Regions from separate parts of the Gossypium hirsutum genome. Here regions 1, 2, 4 and 5 are each linked to region 3. Evidence: chromatin contacts called from public Hi-C data. All regions are on one chromosome and are shown on one strand. Each heading gives the region's core, a stretch centred on a gene start, on an enhancer-like site or on the middle of the called end of the contact. The rest is flanking DNA. Distances are from core to core; before and after follow the strand shown.

Region 1 (3,878 bases), core at 156-2,655, 150 kb after region 3:
TAAGCTTAAACTTTCATCATTTCTGTCAAAAGTAAATTTGAGATATGGAACAAGGTTTCAGTAAAAGTAACAACATATATCTAATAGTTGACACATTCAGCACATATAAATACCTTACGGGAGAAATCACACATATTGTAGCCTTCTAAACAGCATCCACCATATCTCTCTTCCAACATTCAAGCAAATCATTCAAACAAAACCAGCTCCATAACCCTATATTTTATCGATATCTTCGTCTTCGAACTCAATGTAATCATCTGCACCTCCTTCATCTTCCTCATCGACAATACCTTCATTAAGACGAGTGTTCTCTGGAAGCTCACCGTATGCCTTTAAGAGCCTTGCTTCATCGGGCATGTACTTAAGGATCACATCAGCCTTGTCATCCTGATAGTCGCGAAGCCCGACAAGAATTATATCACCAGCTGCAATCCAAACCTTCTTGTGCATCTTTCCTCGGATATGGCAAAGGCGCTTAGTACCATCTATGCACATGGCTTCACACCGGCCATTGCCTAGCATACGAAGCACTTGGGCATACTCTTGCCCGTCTTCCTTGAACACAAGTTCACGCTTCTCATCGTCAGCTTCATTCTTTCCTCTCTTCCTGTTCTTTCCTCCCTTTCCCTTGTTCTTCGGCATGGTTTCTTCTAGCTATACTGTGCCAAAAGCCCAAAAAGAAAAAAAAAACAAGTCATTTTACAAGCGCCAAAAAGCACAACATCATCACAATGGAAGATATTGACATCAACATATCATGCTCGAAACAAACGAGATATTTTAATAATTCTGACATCATGATAAAAATTAAACGAGGTTGGTCACTAAAAATTGGGGGAAATTGTATATTCTATTTAATAGGAGATAAACAAAAAAAGGGAATTAGGGAAAATTAATCCAGTAAATATAAAACTTATGAAAAGTTAGGAGTTGGAATCAGACTTGATAAACTCACATATAATCAAGAAATTAAACAGAAACTCAATCATCATGACACAACCGTTAAATGATAAACTTTCAGAAAGCAACAAAAAGGAAAATTCAAGATCAAATTACTGCAATTGATTAATGAAATTTTGAAGCAAAAAAAAGAGAAAATACATGAATACCTTTCTGGCAGCAGCGTAAAAGACTAAAGAGAAGAAGAAGAAGAAGATAAATAGAAATTGTGAGAAAGGAATTTGATTCTTTGTCTACAAATTCCAAAAAGTCCAAACCCTAGCTTAAGAATTCCGCTAACATATGGCTATCACGTTCAAGACTCAAAACTTGGGCTTGGGTAATTGATTTGAGCCCGCCCGAGTTTTGTGCGTCTCTCTCTCTATCCCTCTAAATCTATGACATGGGTTTTCTTCTTGCCCATCCATGAATATTATCAATGTTTTTAAAATTAGATTGTGTTAGAAAAAAATGGATTTGAAAGATAGAGGGGAAAATAAATTTAGACAAAAATAAAACTTTAATTTTTTTTCAAAATAAGATCTTGATTGTGATATCTAAAATAATAAACACTTAATCAAAATTGTACATTTTCGATTTGTCTAGGATGAATGCTTCGACCAAGTAGTCTTCTTCGCTATCCTCAAGTTCGAGTGTGGGCTCACTTCGAATCAAAAAAATTTTCACAAAAATTATCTGTAGGGTAATTTTGCTATTTCTCTAAACTTTCGGGTCAAATTGTAAATTAGAGAAATATCTTTAAAAATTTTCTAAAATAATAACCCAATGTTCTCTTTTACAGGGAGAGTTTAAAGAGTTTAACTATGATTAAACTTAATTACTTTAATATTAAATCTTATTAAAATAATAGAATGTATTAAAAATTTAATATTAAGATAACTACTTTAATATTAAATTAATAAAATACTATTAAGATAAGTATTAAATTTAATTTAATATTAAACTATCAAAATAATATTATTTTTGGAACAGCTAATCTTAAATCAAATTCTCTAGTAGAGTTCCAATAGTAGTGGAACTCTTCCACTACTCCACCACCGAAAATCAACCGTTGTGTCCGGTGATACAAGTGCAACACCCTTACGACACCCGAGCCGATTCGATTATTGTCGGTTTGGTACAGGTCAATGACAACCCGACCGGCCCGGTCTAGCATTTTGTTGGACCGTCGGTCCTGTTTCACATGTCGGACCCAGTTCGACCATTTTTTGGGTCTTAGTCTCGATTTTGGGTTCCCAGATCCAATTTACGATCTCATGCCCAATTTACGATCTCAGGTCTAATTTTCAAGTTCAATTATTCATTGGGCCAATTATCTGACTTGAAAATTAATTTCCAAAAATATCATATTAATTTTAATTAATTTGATTAATTTAACTTTACTTGATCAAAATTAATTTATCCAAAAATCACTTAGATTTTCCAAATTAATTTTTCAAGAAAATTTTTCAATCAAATTCTCTAATTGAATAATTCTGAAGACCACCTAATTTAATTTTACATTGAATAAATCAACTCAATTAAATTATTTCCAAAGTAGTAGAATTTTCTTCTAATTCTAAGATAGTCCGATCGAGCTTTTGTTGAGCTAGTGAAGGGACCAACCGGACATATACAATTAGGCTCTAATAATTGCAATTATGTTCCGAAGCATCGTCCAATAATTTGCAATTATTTAATCATGGAGTCAGTCCACAAAAAGTACCAAGATTGAAAACTTCTTATTGTATACTCTTTACGAAAATAATTCATCCAACTGTTTTATCCAATGACCTCTTCATGATTGTGTTACCCTCATATGATATCTTTGATTCCTTTGAGTTAAACCCGTTCACTCAATACAATCTTATTTTATCTCATTGTCACCATTGTGTCTTTTTAATGATTAATATGATCACCGTCAACAAATGACTATGATAAATTGCTCGTTCGAGAACAAGCAACCTGTGGCCACATTCCATATTTATCATTCCACATAATGTCAATGAGAGAATATCATTAACTCTTTAATTGAGCTATGAATTCCACTGTTTCTAGTAAAGCCAATGCACACACAAGCCATGTACCCAACATACCGGCTATGGGTTCGATCATCTTTAGAGCATAAGTCTCCACTTATATCAAATCACATGAGTTGCATACACATGGTCAGTGACTAACTCGGGATTTAGGTAAATCACACCATGAACATCACAAGTGAATTAATTCACAAACGGATTCCGAATTAATTCATCTTGGGTCCAGTCCAATGTTTCTACTCGTGGAGGCAACTGCTCCGATTGCCAAGACTAGTCATCTCCCCAATTGGAATTGTAGACAACATAATGATCCTTCTCAATACTTGAATCAAATGCTCACTTTGATTCTTTTATGAGATTACGGACTCATTCAGATTATCTGCTGAAGTAAGTTGTCTTTCTCGTAATGTAAACATCCTTACAATGTCACTTATCTTCAGTTTGAACTTAGACAATCAATAAGCTAATATTTGCTTGTCATAATTTCGCTATGCATGCAAAATATAAAAGACATAAATACAAAAGACATAATAGTGAAATGTGAAATTAACTTTATTTATTCATCATTCAAATAAATAAATAAAAACAGTTACATGTTTACTACAATACGGGCACATTTTCCAACAGACCGGTGGTTGAATCGATCAAATCATCGATTTATTGGTCCAATTGGTTCAGCTGATTCAAGTAGTCCAAATAAAAATTATTAAAAATTACTAAAAGTTTCAAAAAAATTCGATTCAATCGTCAATTTAACTAATTTGTATCAGTTATCAATTTAATCGGTTCAAAGCCGTCTCCGAACTGATACCCTAACCATTTTCCAATCCAACCAAACAACATTGAATACACCATAGAATGAAAAAAAGTTAAAAGGCCTCTAAATGTGTTTGCAAT
Region 2 (3,951 bases), core at 445-2,944, 220 kb before region 3:
TCTCTGATCCATGTCCTTAGTTTTTTTGCTCGAGTGCAGTAACGGTGTTTGGTTAGTTGGTTGGTTAGGATCTTTTAATAGTCTTTGATGCATATGATGTAATGTAATGCAAATGCATAAAATGAATGCAAAAAGAGACGTTGATTCTGGTTCAATTCTTTACTAGAACAGCTTCACTAGAAAGCAAATCTCTTTACATAAAGTTGATATATACGGCTTCGCCCTTGTACTCTAAGCGAAGACATCGATCATTTGGATATTAAGATGCATCTCGCAAATTTTAGCTCCTTTTTTGTTTGATCTAGGTCTTAACTCCGTTCTCACTCATGTTCATTAGCTTCTTTAAGAGGTTGAGACGTTTAATGACTCTTGAATAATCTTTGTCAACTTGAATCCTCATGCAACGCAGCAAAGTCATATACTCCTCTTGTTAGACTATTACACCTTTCGTGTCACGTTTTCTTAGACTATACTCGGACAACCGTATTACCTTCCACCTTATCAAGAAATTCGTTTTCCGTGACAAGCTCTCTATTTAACAACCGAACATGAATCAACACCTCTTTTCTATAATGAAATGTCATGCAGTCAAAATGCCATGCAGCCAAAGCAAAATAAACCCAAGTTAGTATCATGCATAAAGACATAATTCAACACGAACATGAAATAATAAAAGCACTTATTCAAGAGTCCACTAGGGTTTGGTATAGTTCTACCTAGGGCAAGTTCCTAAAGCTCACTATATGAGGTTTAGTTTCTAGAACAAAACACGCAGATCCTTCCTTCGGTCGGGTTGACACGCGGGTAAGGAAGGGACTAATGCCAAAATGGCGTCGTTTCGGCCACTGAACTTAAAACTCAAAACGACACCGTTTTAATATAGGTATTTAAGCCCAAAAAATTTTAAAAAATTCATTTCAACCATTGTTTTTTAAAAAAAACTTAAAAAACCTCTCCACTCTCTCTCAATTCCCCAGAATCCAGCCATTACTCCGACGCCGGTCCACCGTGGCGGCTGCCGGTCGCTGGCGACGGCGCTGCCGTCCACGATGGCCAAAAAATCAATTTTTTTTAGTTTTTTTCGACTCCCCTGCCAAAAAATAGTGTCGTTTGTCCTTGGAAACGACGAACCTCGGCCTCCAGACGGCGCCAAACGCGGCAAAGTAAATAAGTTTCTTCCCCCTTTTTTTTATTTTCTGGTAATAAATAAATAAATAATAAAAATAAAACAAACAAAAAAAATCAACTACCTCTCCACTTTTCTATCTTTTATTTCTCTTCATTCGTATCAAAAAAAAATCCCCCTCTTTTTTCTTTTTTACAATCGGTTTATATAACCGAAATAAAAAATAAAAAAAAAATACCAAAAAATACAAAAAGAATCATTATTTTCTGTTATTGTTGCGCTGTATACTGGTGTTGGATCCGCTTTTCTCACAGGTACGGAGGTCGTGGAAAAGGCGCACGTGCGCGGAGTCCGGTTCCTAGACGTGCGGCGGTTGGGGACTGTGTTGGAGGCTGTTTTAGGGTTTCTGTCGTTTGTTTTTTTGTGTGTGTTTTAGGCCAGTGGGGTGGGTTTGATGTTTGGGCTTGTTTATTGTTTTATTCTTTTTAGTGTTTATTTATTTGGACCTGGGCATATTTGGGCTTGGACAATCATGTTACTGGGATTGCCAAGGGGTATGTGCACCAAAAGTTTGCTACATTTTATTGGAAGTGTAATCGGCCTGGTGGTGAAGATCGACCATAATATAGATAATAGCTCTAGAGGGAAATTTTCTAGACTTACGGTCTACGTTGACTTGGGAAAGCCTCTAGTCTCAAAAGTTAAAAACGATGGGAAAACTCAATGTGTCGAGTATGAATCCTTACCTATGGTTTGCTTCGATTGCGGAAGATTTGGGCATAACCGAGAGTTTTGTCCACACAAATCGATGGGAAAACTCAATGTTTCGAGTATGAATCCTTACCTATGGTTTCTTTCATTGCGGGAGATTTGGGCACAACTAAGAGTTTTCTTCGCACAAATCTGGTCAAGGTGTTGCCTCGGAGAAAAAAAACAACCAGTCACAAATACGGGGTTCTGAGATGCAAAAAGAAGTTGAGGATGAGCAGTTTGGTCCTGGGATGCTTGTTGAATGCAAACAGAGGAGGAAGCCTTGATTGATGGCGAACCCCAACAACGACATAGATGGTGGTGTGGTTTGTGGTTCTAGATTCGGGTCCCTCAATGTTAATCATAGAGAGGAAAAAAAAGCAATCTTATGGATTAGTTGGCATTGATGAAAGCTGAAAATTAGGAGCACAAGATGCGGGCATAGAAGATATGGTAAGAGAGGAAGCTTCGGTAGGTTTTCCAAACAAAATGAAGACCTAAACATTCTTAAGCCTTCCAACAAAAAACGTGCATCCTCTTTCGGACAAAATGTTTATCCTTTTGATGATGGATCACAGATGGGCCCAAAAATCCTAGACAATGATCTAAATCCAATTCAATTTCAAATAGTGGGCTCAGATTTGAACAGTAGGAAAAATGTGGCGATTAAATTTTTGGCTAAGTCAGGAAATACTACTGCAAACAAAGAAATGAATCATCCCTTTACCCTTGAACCTAAATGAAACATGGGGGAGAATTTTGGCCAATACCCACTCGACGTGAACAGTGAAAGATCAGGCGAGAACACATGTCAAGAGCCAATTAATATTTCAAATGATGACCTCTCATCTCTTCCGGTTGCTCTAGCCATGGATGGCATAATCTAGGGGTTAAGTCATACTTCTAGAGAGATTACGACAATGTCAGGAGAGATAGATGGGGTGCAAGGTTCAGAGGATGAAACTCTGATGGATGTTGAATCGTTTTGAAATCCTTGGTACCATTCTCACATTTCTCCATCTTTTAATGGTGTCTTTTAATTTTCGTCTATTTTTCTGGAACTGCCAAGGGTGTGGACACCTTTGCTTTCATAATTTTTTGAAAAAGTATAGGGAAAAGTTTTGTCTAGACATTGTGACTTTTTTTGAAACACGAATTAGTGGGAATAAGGCTGATTCAATTATTGCGAAATTAGGTTTTAATATTTCGTTCAGAGTTGAAGCTTCTAGTTTTGCGAATTTCTAGATGTCCTGAAAGTTCATTCGCAGTTTATGCATATGCGCATCCATAATAACCTAAGCCATTTTTCTTTTCTCTTACTGCTGTATATGCTAGTCAATAGCAAGGTACAAGGAAACAATTATGGGAGAAATTGGGTTGGCTTGCTACTAACCTTGAGGAACCATGGTTGGTTGTGGGCGACTTTGATATTATTATGAACGACGAATAGAAAGGCGGATTTGAGTTGCACCGAGCAAGATGCAATCAGTTCAGGTCTTTCTTTTTTTAGCATGGACTACATGATTTAGGGTTCCAAGGCTCGATGTTTACTTGGAATAGGGGCAGTTTTTTCCAGAGATTTGATTGCTCTCTTTACAACGATCTTTTGCAAACATTCGCACTAAACACCACTGTTCGAAATTTGTATAAATTGAAGTCTGACCATCGTCCTATCCTTGTTTTGACTAATCCGGCAAGTATGGGGAGAGACCCTTTCATTTATTAGCAAGTTCGTTAATACATCCTAAATTCTGTGACGTCATCAAAAATTCATGGAAACTAGAAGATGATATTGCAATGAACCTGGAGAATTTCACTCAATCGGCCCAAGCATGGAATAAAACCATTTTTGTGCGAAAGCAAAGAGCCATGCTAAAATTGGGACCTATACAGAAAGCTTTGGAGCATTGTAATTCTGTGCGACTCAGAACAAGGGAAGCTGACATTCAACTTGAGATTGAAAATGTTCTAACTCAAGAAGAATTGTTATGCTTTCAAAAATTGAGAAGTGACTGGCTTTCTAATGGAGACAGAAACACAAGCTTCTTCCACAATCGAACCATGAAGCGGTGCAA
Region 3 (3,755 bases), core at 580-3,079:
ACCTACATCAGAATCACGAAAAGAATACCCCACAAGCACACGCCGGAGAGCAGCATGGCCCTCTGGAGTATCCAACCATGGATGGCCAGGGAAGGTTCGTGGAAGGTCCTGCAAGTATTTAAGAGAAAGGCTCAAACCAAATTTCTCAAAAGTCACAATTCTAGGTTATACCAATCAACAATTCGATGTCAGACCATCACATTCATTGTAATTTTCACAAGTACTTTTAGAAGATACAATTGTTAGTTCTTCTATTTCTGATTCTATCAGTTCAGATGACACAGCAAATAGATTATCAAGTGCATTTTGTAAATCTTAGTTCAAGCATATAACATAGTTGGTATATTAGCTTATACACAATTATTGCTGAAAAATAAGGAAAGCTGAAATTGTTAAGATGCTTCCAATAAAAGATCAAACTCAATATAACCTTTGGTATTTGATATAACTTCTTATTCTGCATTTGTCAACAGTAAATGTTTTTTATTCCATCCTGTTGAAATTTCATTAGAAAAGAGATCTTTTCTCAACAGGTCAAAACCTTCTAATGTCAAAACCCCAATACTAACCAATGCAATCATCCTTTGCATGTAGGTCAATCATCAGATATGAATTTTCGTTTCCAAATTCATTATGCAAAAATTAACCCTATCTCTAGAAAGAATCTTTACAAACATCAAATGAATAAGACGTCAATCAAAACAAAGACTCAATCAGAAGTTAAATATATATATATATAAAAAAAAGACTTAATGCAAGAACTTACATGATCAATCTGCCTTGTAGCAGGTGTTACTTTACCATCTACCGCCTTTGTCAAATCATTGTAATAACTTTCAGGCACCGTAGACTTCTTCTTGGCGGCACCGGATAGCGAAAACCAAGCCTTAGGCCTAAGTACAGGGGGAATACCTTTCCTAATAAGCCTCTTCAATGTAATAGAATTAGCCAAAGCTGCCAATTTGAGTGAAGATTTCAACACAATTCCTTCCGATAATGAAGAAACTTGTGGTTGTAAATACCAATTGGCTCCTTTGCTTGCTTCAAGTGCCCACCAAACTCGCCCTTGTTGCCTTACCTTTTCTCTTACCTCATTCAGCACATTAACATCATCCACATTACCTTCAACAGTAAACCCATAAAGGTCTTGGAATTTCACTGTAAGATTAGCTCTTCTTGCATGGATGCTTGGCCTTAAAATTGGAAATTGTGCTTGCAATTCCAAAGCAAGGTCTCTTTTACTTTGGGTACCAAACATTTTTTTCCCGTCCTTGATAGATCAAGAGAAAAGAAGAAAAAGGTTAACAAGGGCTTTGTCAAAGAATGAGAGGGAGCTACAAGCTTTGAACCATGAAAGTGTCAATCTTTTCAAGCTTGCAGCTTGGAAATTTGAACAAAGGCTGAGTCTTGAAAATGGGTTTTATTTAAAGAAAATAATAAGAGGATGAGTTACAAGCAAGACACGGAGAAAAGCTCTCACATTTGGATCAACATGACTATGGAAGATCCTTTTCAATAATATATAATATAATATAAAAAATATTTATAAAAAAAAACCCAGAATAATGAAAGCCTTAAAAGAATACAGATTTTTTGCTCAACAAAATCTTCTGAGAAAGGGAGTGAAATTCTTTCCTTTTTTTTCTATTGTAATTGACAAAGGGAAGGGATGACCCAAAGAAACAAAAGATGTTACTAGGGTATAAAAGAAGCAGAATTTAGTGGAGGGTAAAAATCAAAGCTTGAAAATTTACATATATAGAAAATTCCTCTTTCTCAATACCAAAAATTACTCCAACTGATCTCTTATTAACAAAGAGAGAAGAAATTGTTTACAGTTTACACTTGAAAAAAAGGTATAAATAAAAATTTGGAATTTTGTTATTATTTATTAATATTTATTATTATTTTTCTAAACTCTACTATTAAGTTGCAAATTTAATCCATATATTCTATAATAATGAATGTTAGTCTATATGCTTTTTGAATTCATCATTTTTACTTTCTGTATTCTTTTATTTTTAAAATTTCTAAAATAGTATTTTAGTTTATATTTTCTAATTTAATTTATTAATTTATTTTTTATGAGTAATATGTAAAAATATCAAGATGACATATTATTACCCGTGATAATATGTTTATCACATAAAATTTTAGAAATAACAAAATTTAACTTAATAAATTTAATAGCAATCATTTGATCAAGGTTAAAAATTTTAAAATTTGAAAAATATAACTAGTAAAATAACCAGATTAAAGTATTTAGACTAAATCCATAATTTTTGGATAGTATAGGGACCAAGAGCATATTTTAACCTTTCCGTAAAATTAAACCATTGCCCCAACGTTAACAAAGCTTTGAATTTGATAAGACATGATGCGCATGCGGTGGGTAGGTTTAGACTTTAGCATTCAAATCTTTTTAATGGACTAATATACCCCTGCCGTTTATAAGTTTAAATGTAAGATAAAAAATATTAATATAATATAATATAATAAAAATTAAGACACTCTGCTAATTTATTCAGAATTAATTTGAGGAACATTCTGCGGTGATAAATAATAAAAATATACAAAATTTATGAAAAATAGTTATTTTAGTAGTTAAGAAATTAATGTTTCAAAATAAGAGCAACAGTCGCAAAGAAGGGGTTTTTTTCCTTGATAACCTAAAAAGAAGGGATAATTTGTTTTGATTTATATAATTTCTTTTTTTTTATAAGTTAAACAGAAGAGGGAAGTTTTTCTCTTAAAAAGGTTAATCATGAAATTGGTCCTCAAACCATACTTTTTCTTACTTAGGCATCTAAAATAATTTTGGTCAAAACAAATATCTAAGCCATAATTTGGTCTTATTTTACCCCTAAACACTATACTAGTTAATAAGAACATGATACGTCATGTGTTTTTATTTAACCTGATCATTTTTGTGGGCCATTTACCAATAAAAGTTTAATTTTTTTTATAAATTTATCGAAATAGGCTCGGTATTTTATTATTTACCAGAATGGACCATTTTCCGGCAAATCGCGTCCACGTCAGCGCGATGTCAGGGGACGTGCCAGGAAATCGCGGTCACGTCAGCGCGCTTTGCAGACGTGGCAACAAATCGCCCCCTTGTGGACGCGATTTGCTACCACGTCAGCAAAGCGCGCTGACGTGGCTGCAATTTCCTGACTTGTAGGTTTTAAGATTTTAGGGGTTTTAGGGTTTTGGAGAAAAAAGTAACCAAATAAGTCGCGCCCACGTGTACGCGCTTCTTTATGGAAACATCTGCCCTTGAATCTACAAATGTTGAGCATGCATTCACTGAAATACTAACTCAAATACATCATGTGATCAGTCGAAAAGCACTCGAAGGAGGGAATGATCAAACAACATTGCCCAAGGGACAAACCATCAATGTCGGCTCTCGGGATGAAAGACGGCTGCTGTTCTGCATAATTGTTAGATGATTCTGAGTGTCCAAATTTGCTTCCTCATTAAGCACAAGCTTTCCTCACCGTGATCTTTCTCGAGATCTTTCATTGAAGACGAAGAAATCACAACATTCCAGGGATTTTCTTATAGTTTGTTCAGACAAATCTAGTTTTAGCATTTTAAATGATTTTCATTAGTTGTGGAGAATAAATTTTAAATTAGCTATCATAATGTTTTGTATTTTCAAAGGAGTATTTTATGTAATATAACAAATAAATAGGGATAATTTAGGTATTATAAATAATTTAAATAATTTAGTGCAACTATATACATGA
Region 4 (4,119 bases), core at 199-2,698, 210 kb after region 3:
ATCCATTTAATTTACAACCTGCTTCCTCATTGGGAAGTATACAGAACACATAATCCACAAATTTAGATAGGCCTTTGAGTCTTGCTTCACCTCCTTTCCATGCCCAGAATGATGGTGCAACATAATGAAAGAGTACTGGTCTATCTGACCTTTGTTGGTTGTATCTAGCTGCAAAAAATAAACATTCCTTATGTTCCGGCACATAATATTGCACAGACAATATGCAAATACACAAAAAATTGATCCTAACTCCAACAAATTGGTGATATTACCCCGTAACTGCTTAAGTAGACGGAAAGAAAATCCCTTGGAGTCCACCGTCACAACCACGTGAGGCTGGAACTGTAATGCAGCCTCCACAGTTTCCTTCAATTTTACCTGACATTTCATCAAATACAAATGGTCCATCAGTAGTTTAGTGCAAAGTTTTTTTTTTTTTTTTTCAAGGAATCCTCCAGGTTCATTTTATGGTCCACGAAGACTAATCTTTTCAGGATTCATGGCTGCCTCTCCCAACAAAGTCATCTCTGAGATTCGAACCTGAGTTCTCCCTTTGGAAGTGCAATGTGCCTTAACCAACAGTTGTTGGTAGTGCAAACTTTTATGGTAAAGGTTCAATCACCTTGGTTCCAAACTACTCACTCTGAAATTATAGAAGTGTGGTAATAATTCCCAGATTCCCATTACCGCAATATTCTCCATTGGGAACAAGGATTTCATGCCTTGATTGGACATCCTGGACCTTATTATATACACAGAGAAAATACTTTAGAAAGAACCCCATGAGAGTTCAGATAACTAACATCAAATTGATTCTGCCAAGTTGCCTAGTTGCAACACATATGGACATAAATCTCCCCCGCCCCCCCCCCGCCCACCTTTTTTTAATCTACTGAAACAGATAGATGATATAAAGAATGGAAATAGCTTTCCTGAGTTCTTTCACGTATGCCCTTTCCTTTTTACTTATTTTTGTTACTCTTTTTCAGCAAAAATAAATAAAACCCATACTCAAAATTCACCTAGCTAATGCTAAAAATACAAAGGCAATGATATATAGTTAAAAAGCATACCCGCCTACACCCGAGAAGCGGATAGGAAGAGGGGAAATCTTGTTTAAGGAAGCCATAAGACGAGAGGCAATGGAATCTCCACTAACCTCTCCTGCAACAATGAACACTCTCAACTCCCCTTCACTGGCGGCTCTGTCTATTAAGGATTTGCTTGAAACCCATAAATATCTCCTCAATGGGGTCTTCCAACAAATGCTATTCTTAAATATATTCACACATCGAATCGCTGCCAACCACATCGATATCTTCGGTATAGTATTTCTATGAGAACAGTTGAAAAGGAAATGTGATGGAAGCAAGAGTCGTCTAGTGCAGTTGCTGCAACACTCTTCCGCAGTTTAGTTTGCAGTTCGAAGAAAACAAGAGAGCAATGTAAAGGACCCAACAGTTTCGAGACAACAAAGGCCCATGTCTGATGCAAACATGGACTCACATAAATGGCCTGGTTAATATTATTAATTTTGGATATTAATTCCATATCTTCTATTTTTACTAGGAATATCAGTGGTTTTAGTTTCTATTTTTTAAAATTATTTTCTAATCAAATGATTTCTAATTAATTTTATCTTTTAATCAATACTTAAAAATAATTTATTTAATTTTTAATCATTTAATATATTACATAAAAATAATAATAATAATAATAAAGCTAACTTGACTAAATTAGTTTATGGTTATGAAGATGGATGTTGATTCTCATAAGCTTCATTTTGAAAGCACCATTTGCATTTCTTTACTAACATGTTTTCTTCTACATGAACCAAAAAGATAACATATGGCAAGAAAAGAAAAAAGATAACATATATAAATTTTACAATAACTTTTCCTGACAAACTTTTGCCTTCTTGCCTTTCTCCTTTCTGCTTATTATTTTATAAACTTTTTTAAATTTATTTTTCCTATAACATATTTTTAAATTAAATTAAATTTTATGAATATTATTAAAATGTTAAAATTTTATTCTATCCTCTTTACTTAAAGTAGAAGCTAAAATATTATATATAGTGTAACACTTCATACCCGACTCAATCGTCGGGTCTGAGCTACAAGATTTCACATTCGTTGCCAGAGCAACTACAGTCAAATAGAATCAATTTATACCAATGCACATTTAGTTACGAGCTATTCATGAATATGATGTGATTTACAAACCTTTCTGAGTCTTCAAGCTTACGAAAGCTTTAATGTTAACCTGAGATCGAATTAGGACCAAATCATAAATATTTCAAAATCTCAGGTTGAAATCGTGATGTCGAGGATTCCTCGTCACGACGTAACATACTAAGTAAATCTTGTCGTGACCTCGAGTACACATTGTCGCAACGTGAATCCTGAGCTACTTCTCGTTGCGATGTGACGAGACCTATAATAATACTTTACATTTCAATTACAACAAAAACAATAATACGCTAACTACATTCAAGCTAAAATATGCCAAAATGATACTTCAAAACAACATCAAGCAACTAAGTTTTAAATTCAACCATTTTCGATACAAAACCTGCTTAAACCCTATGTACATACCATATACTAATCAAAAGAGAACTTTACAAACTTTGCTGAGTCGCAGATTGCTAGCTAGATGTTGGATCAACTGCTCAATCTATCTGGAATCTACTATACCTGTGCATAGATAAAACAAACCTTACGCTGAACAATTACGATCAGTGATGATTTTCATATTTCTAGTCACAACATAAGCAATAATCAATATAAGAATTCAATCCAAATATGCTACAATTCAATTAAAACAATTTGCATATTCAATATAAAAATTTCATTCTACTACAAAATTCCATTTGATAGTCAAACTAACATTTATATCATCCATTCTATTAACAAAAATATAGCATATTTAATTCAATTACTTACATATACATTTATGTACCAATTTGATATTTAATCTCATTTTCATTCATATTTTATACAACTTCATCAATTCACATTGTCATTTATAGGCACATATGCTTATTCATTTACTATGATCATCATTTCATATCAAATTTCTATCATTTCTGAGCTTATAAGCTCATTTAACACAATCAGTCCCCAGGGTACACTTTTAACCATTTCGTATGGTCTTTCACATGCTATCAATTATCACATTTCATATGTGTGCAAATATATCAAATCAATTCACATTTCATTTCAATCAACCATATAGCCAAATCATGTTTAGATAACCTTATTAACCTGACTCAAATTTCAAGACGGAGACACAGATTAGTCAACCTACATCTTAATCTAGCATCATAGTGCATCATTGGATATATCGAAGGAAAGATACTAGCACACATAGTGCATCATCGGGCAAGCCAAAACAATTATACTGGCACACGAGGTGCATCATCGGACGAATCGAAGCAATTATACTGGCACACATGGTGCATCATCAGATAAACTGAAGCAAATATACTTTCACATAAGTGCATCATTGGATGTACCGAAGCAAATATACTAGCATGTAAGTGCATCATCAAATAAATCAAAGTATAAACATGTAGTATAAACCTATACAATTAATAGGGTAACAAATTTCCAATTTCATCACATAGTTCAATTCACATTCTATCATTCTCAATTCACCATTCCAATACAACATATAACATGTTCTAACTCAATTTCATACCAGGTACCTCATATCAATCAAATCATGTTATTTTCTATTTTATTCAATTTAGTTGTAACCTCCCCATCCCGACCTAGATGTTAAACTCAAATTCGTGAGATTACATCAACCACCGAGATGGCCTAGTACAATTGGAGTTTATAAAACAATCATTTTAAAATATTTGTTTATTTTAGAAGAGAACTTAGCCTATTTTCAGAAAAAAAACATATGAGTTAACAACAATCAATTAATTTTAACAATTTTCTTATAACGGTGACTATTTTTAAAAACTTAGTTAATTTATTTATTCTTTCAAAACTTATTTACAAACTTAGCAACGAAAAAGTGGTATTTACTTAGTTTTAATAAAATTAAATTAAAAACAACATAAATGTCATGCATGCTACATAAAACTAAAACCTAATGTCTAATGTC
Region 5 (3,776 bases), core at 553-3,052, 170 kb after region 3:
ACAAATAGTACATGAAGATAACATAATTTAAGATGACTGATGCACTTATGCATCTCTTAATTTGCAAAATCAGGAATTTAGAGCCAAAAATCATTTCTTCATCAAACAGAGGCTACCTTTTTCATAGAACTGCTATTTGTAACACCAACCATGAAGATATAACAATAGTTTTTGTGTTACCAACAACCCTCCTATCCCAATAACCCTCAATACTAATAAATGTGCATTTTTTTTCGTGTAAAATTTTAATTATCAATATAGTCCAAGTGAATCTTGAGAAACAAAAATTGCATCAATGGCCTTTCTTTTTCCATTATTCTTTATTTAGATTCATATTGTCAATGATAATGAAGTCAGAGGTACCTCTACTCCTGGAATATGAAGAGTGCGAAAATCACAAAAGATATAAGGTCCTTGAGGAAGTCTTATTGGAACATTGGAGGGCCCATCTGACATTCGCTGCCTCAGTCTCCTTTCCTCTTCACTGAATCCAATTATTCTCATGTCTACCTTCGAGTTTTGTATAACTCGGTCAACTTCATCCTCTGGTACCCCCATCATCCTGACAGATTTTCCCTGAAATTAGATGAAACAAAGTACCATAATTTGGCATAGAATGTTAAACAAGTGTGAAAAATCCAGTTAAACATGCCCATATATCACTTCCTTTTAATTACTTCAACCTCTTTAGCAATAATCCTCCAAACCATTCTTGAGAAAAATTTCAACCAAAGACAATTACGCCCGTGGCTAAGAAATATGAACAAAACAACACAAACAAGTTGCTTTCTAACTGAAAAGACATGCTCAGGCTTTTGAAACTCAAAAACCAATTTTCAACTGAACATAAATTGTGACTCATAGGGATTAGACTATTAGCATATTCACCAATTGCCTCTCGTTGGAGTGAAAGGAAGCTTATTGTACTTAGCATTAAACAATAAACCTTGTAATGGATATATACACTACCATGAAAACTGAAGCCTCTTGCAAACTTAAGCATGAATGGTCATCTGAGAAAGGGTGAAGCATTCGCGAGCCTTTGCCCGACAATTGGGGAACAATGAGGCGCATAGTATCGGGCTTAACATCAGTCAACTTCTGCAGCTCATCGCCTAGCTCCTTGAGATTTGCACCAGAATCCATTTCCACCATATACTTGTTTCCTCTCCATATAACAGTCACATTCACCATATTTTCTCCCTCTTCTGTGTTGCACTATAACATTAAATAAAAAAGAGAAAAAGAAAAACTTTTAATCACTTTCTAAAGCAAAAGATTTTCATGATCACACTCACAATCACAATCACAAACACAATCTTTTCCTTTTTTAAAATTCCCAAACAAATATCTGACTTCAAAATTGAAGTTTGTTGAATCAAGGTTGTCAATTTAACAACTAAATTTCAGCACCCAGATCGCTATTTACATTGAAAAAAAAAAACTCAATTTATAGCAGAATTGAACAAATTTTTACACGCAAATTAAGGTTTAAAATGAAAAAATAAGGATGAGAAAAAAGACCCAGATTGAGAAAATTGATGGAATTTTGTTTTTACCTGAGGAATTGATGGGTATTTTCTCTTACAGGGGAGGGAATATTCTTCCTGAGGAGCGATTAACATAAAGGGGCAAAAATAAAAAAACATAAGCAAAGTAGTCGAGGTTTTAATTTAGTTATATACATAGGAGGAACGGGTAGCGTAGGATACGAGGCGGTACATGCATTTTAACACGTGTTAAGCTAATATGCGCGGCTGTGTTGGGTCTTCCTTACGCATTTGCTGGCGTTTCGCAATTGGGAAGTATCTGGAACACTGAGATCGTATCTTTTGTAAACGGATGAAAACGAGTCTGACCAAATAATAGTAATAATAACCATGAAATGGACAACTTTTAAAATTTGCTATAATTTCGTCTGTTTTTTTTTATAACATATCACCATCCCTAATCTGTCGAAATATCATAATGCCGAATTTTAATTCGATTAATATAAATATTATTGTCAATACAGAAATACATGAGTTTTAATATGTTAAAATATATTATCTTACTATTTATGAGTTAGAAAATGTTTATGGATAATTCTAAGTATTATCTAAAAAAAAACAAATATGATTGGATAAAATTATTCAAAAAAAAAATATACTTATAATAACATTTGATACATTTAGATTAGAAAAACATTTAAACTATTTATAACAATATTTTAACTATGAATCATTTTTTTTTTTAAATTTCAAATAAAAGATAAGTACTTGACTTCCCACTTTATAAAATGAAGTCTAAGAGTTAATTTTTTTCTATCCTCTTATGGATAGATTACAAAGCATGTTTTAAGGTTAGAAAGCTAATCTTTTATCAGTAAGAGGTAAGCTCACTCTTATCAAATCCATATATATTAAGTAATATACCTTTATATTATCTCTTATGTTTTAAAGCTCCGGTCAAAGTATCTGATTAGAATGATAAAATTATATAAAGCTTTCACTGGAACGATGAGTTTGACAAAAGAAAGATTCATATGAAAAGCTGGGATTGGCTATGCAAGCTAAAATTTGAAGGGGGATTAAGCATTTGAAAAACTACATTAATGAATCAAACTCTTTTAACTAAATCGGCCTGGAGAATTTATAATGGAGACAACTGGCTAGTTCATAATACTATGCTTAAGAAGTATTGTTTAACGATTGGGTTTGATAATGCTACAAGTAAAAGTTTTGACTCTTGGGTTTGAAAAGACATTATTCATGGTAGACATTTGTGTAAACAATGGATGGACTGAAAAATAAGAAGTGGACATTAGTTGATCATTTCAAGTGGACATATACATGAAAAAGATGATATTATAGTCATTGGTTTGAACAATTGCGTTAATTTGACTAAGTTGATGGCAAACAAGAGTGAGGAATGGGATGAGAATAGATTAGCGAGGTTATATGGTCAAGTGATTGTAAATACATGTAGATCAAGATCATTATCTATTTTTAGTTGAATGGATAAAAGGGTGTGGGCTCTTAACAATAATAGAGAGTACTCGGTCAAACCAGGATATGAATGCTTAGCTCATAACATTATGGTAGGGCATAAGGATAATATTACAAGGGAGTGTACAACTACTGATTGGAGGAAATTGTGGGAAAAATGTGTAAAAGGTGGTTAAGTGTAAAGGTTGGAACATAGCTATCCGCTAACTAGGAATTAAAAAAGTATTCGCTAAGGTCTAAGAAAGAACCCAAACCCTTGAGTCGAATGATTCTACGATCCTGTAAAAAGGTAATAATGAGCGAGACCTATTAAGTTCCTTTGAAGTTATATGCATCTTTTGGTATGCAGGTCTGAGGATTGAACCAATGCGTTGGGAGGGACCAAGCCAGGGTTGCACCATGGTGGTAGACTGAGGGCAATATTATGCATACAGAGGGACATTCATGGAATATGTTTTCAAATGAAAAATAGTAATATACACTACGAATATGTCTATAAAACACTTTGTTGTAAGGTTTTATTTTACCTTTGAAAGTTTGTGACAAACGATAAATGTATTATTCAAACCTATTATCTTAGAAAGAATTTTATAAATATTAGAGGTACATTCAGTATGGCTTTGGTAGATTGTAAAAATTTTCTAAGTATGTAAGTATTGTGACATCTTATATTTGAATATATTAAATTAGGTCTGGTATAGGGTGTTACAAGTTAATTGGTATCAAATCTTTTGGTTTAGCCGATCTTTTGAAAGTTAAGTGAGAGTCAGCCATATATGCATAATACAC

What was found. A called contact is a pair of places that touch in the nucleus more often than the background predicts.
Region 1: a contact with region 3 is called in a Hi-C map of leaf, with 4 times the contacts expected there. The contact joins the promoter of LOC107955045 here to the promoter of LOC107955042 in region 3. A contact is called at or near these places in 21 of 34 Hi-C or Micro-C datasets (anther, callus, fibers and 4 more).
Region 2: a Hi-C map of leaf shows a contact between it and region 3, with 2.6 times the contacts expected there. The contact joins the enhancer-like site here to the promoter of LOC107955042 in region 3. A contact is called at or near these places in 7 of 34 Hi-C or Micro-C datasets (callus, hypocotyl, leaf and 1 more).
Region 4: a contact with region 3 is called in a Hi-C map of leaf, with 2.9 times the contacts expected there. The contact joins the promoter of LOC107955723 here to the promoter of LOC107955042 in region 3. A contact is called at or near these places in 2 of 34 Hi-C or Micro-C datasets (both in leaf).
Region 5: a contact with region 3 is called in a Hi-C map of hypocotyl, with 5 times the contacts expected there. The contact joins the promoter of LOC107955046 here to the promoter of LOC107955042 in region 3. A contact is called at or near these places in 13 of 34 Hi-C or Micro-C datasets (anther, callus, fibers and 3 more).

The regions. Positions count from the first base shown.
Region 1 is chrD07:51,170,395-51,174,272 of Gossypium_hirsutum_v2.1, reverse strand. It overlaps LOC107955045 (eukaryotic translation initiation factor 1A), which reads right to left and starts at 1,405. Exons shown (of 2, transcript XM_016890754.2): 1 at 1,113-1,405; 2 at 1-657. The coding sequence starts at 645. The coding sequence ends at 217.
Region 2 is chrD07:51,544,339-51,548,289 of Gossypium_hirsutum_v2.1, reverse strand. No RefSeq gene overlaps it. Among protein-coding and RNA genes, the nearest start is that of LOC107956810, 19 kb to the left of the region's middle. Within about 2 kb of position 1,694, at least 9 of the 9 cell types and tissues checked have an H3K27ac peak or open chromatin away from gene starts, as enhancers often do. A contact at or near this core is called in hypocotyl and leaf, where this site is marked.
Region 3 is chrD07:51,323,533-51,327,287 of Gossypium_hirsutum_v2.1, reverse strand. LOC107955042 (TBC1 domain family member 2B) reads right to left here and starts at 1,829. Exons shown (of 7, transcript XM_016890750.2): 1 at 767-1,829; 2 at 1-108. The coding sequence starts at 1,258.
Region 4 is chrD07:51,108,451-51,112,569 of Gossypium_hirsutum_v2.1, reverse strand. It overlaps LOC107955723 (probable lipid-A-disaccharide synthase, mitochondrial), which reads right to left and starts at 1,448. Exons shown (of 9, transcript XM_041097798.1): 1 at 1,074-1,448; 2 at 688-742; 3 at 273-378; 4 at 1-168. The coding sequence starts at 1,312.
Region 5 is chrD07:51,152,063-51,155,838 of Gossypium_hirsutum_v2.1, reverse strand. LOC107955046 reads right to left here and starts at 1,802. Exons shown (of 11, transcript XM_016890755.2): 1 at 1,560-1,802; 2 at 970-1,218; 3 at 364-576. The coding sequence starts at 1,649.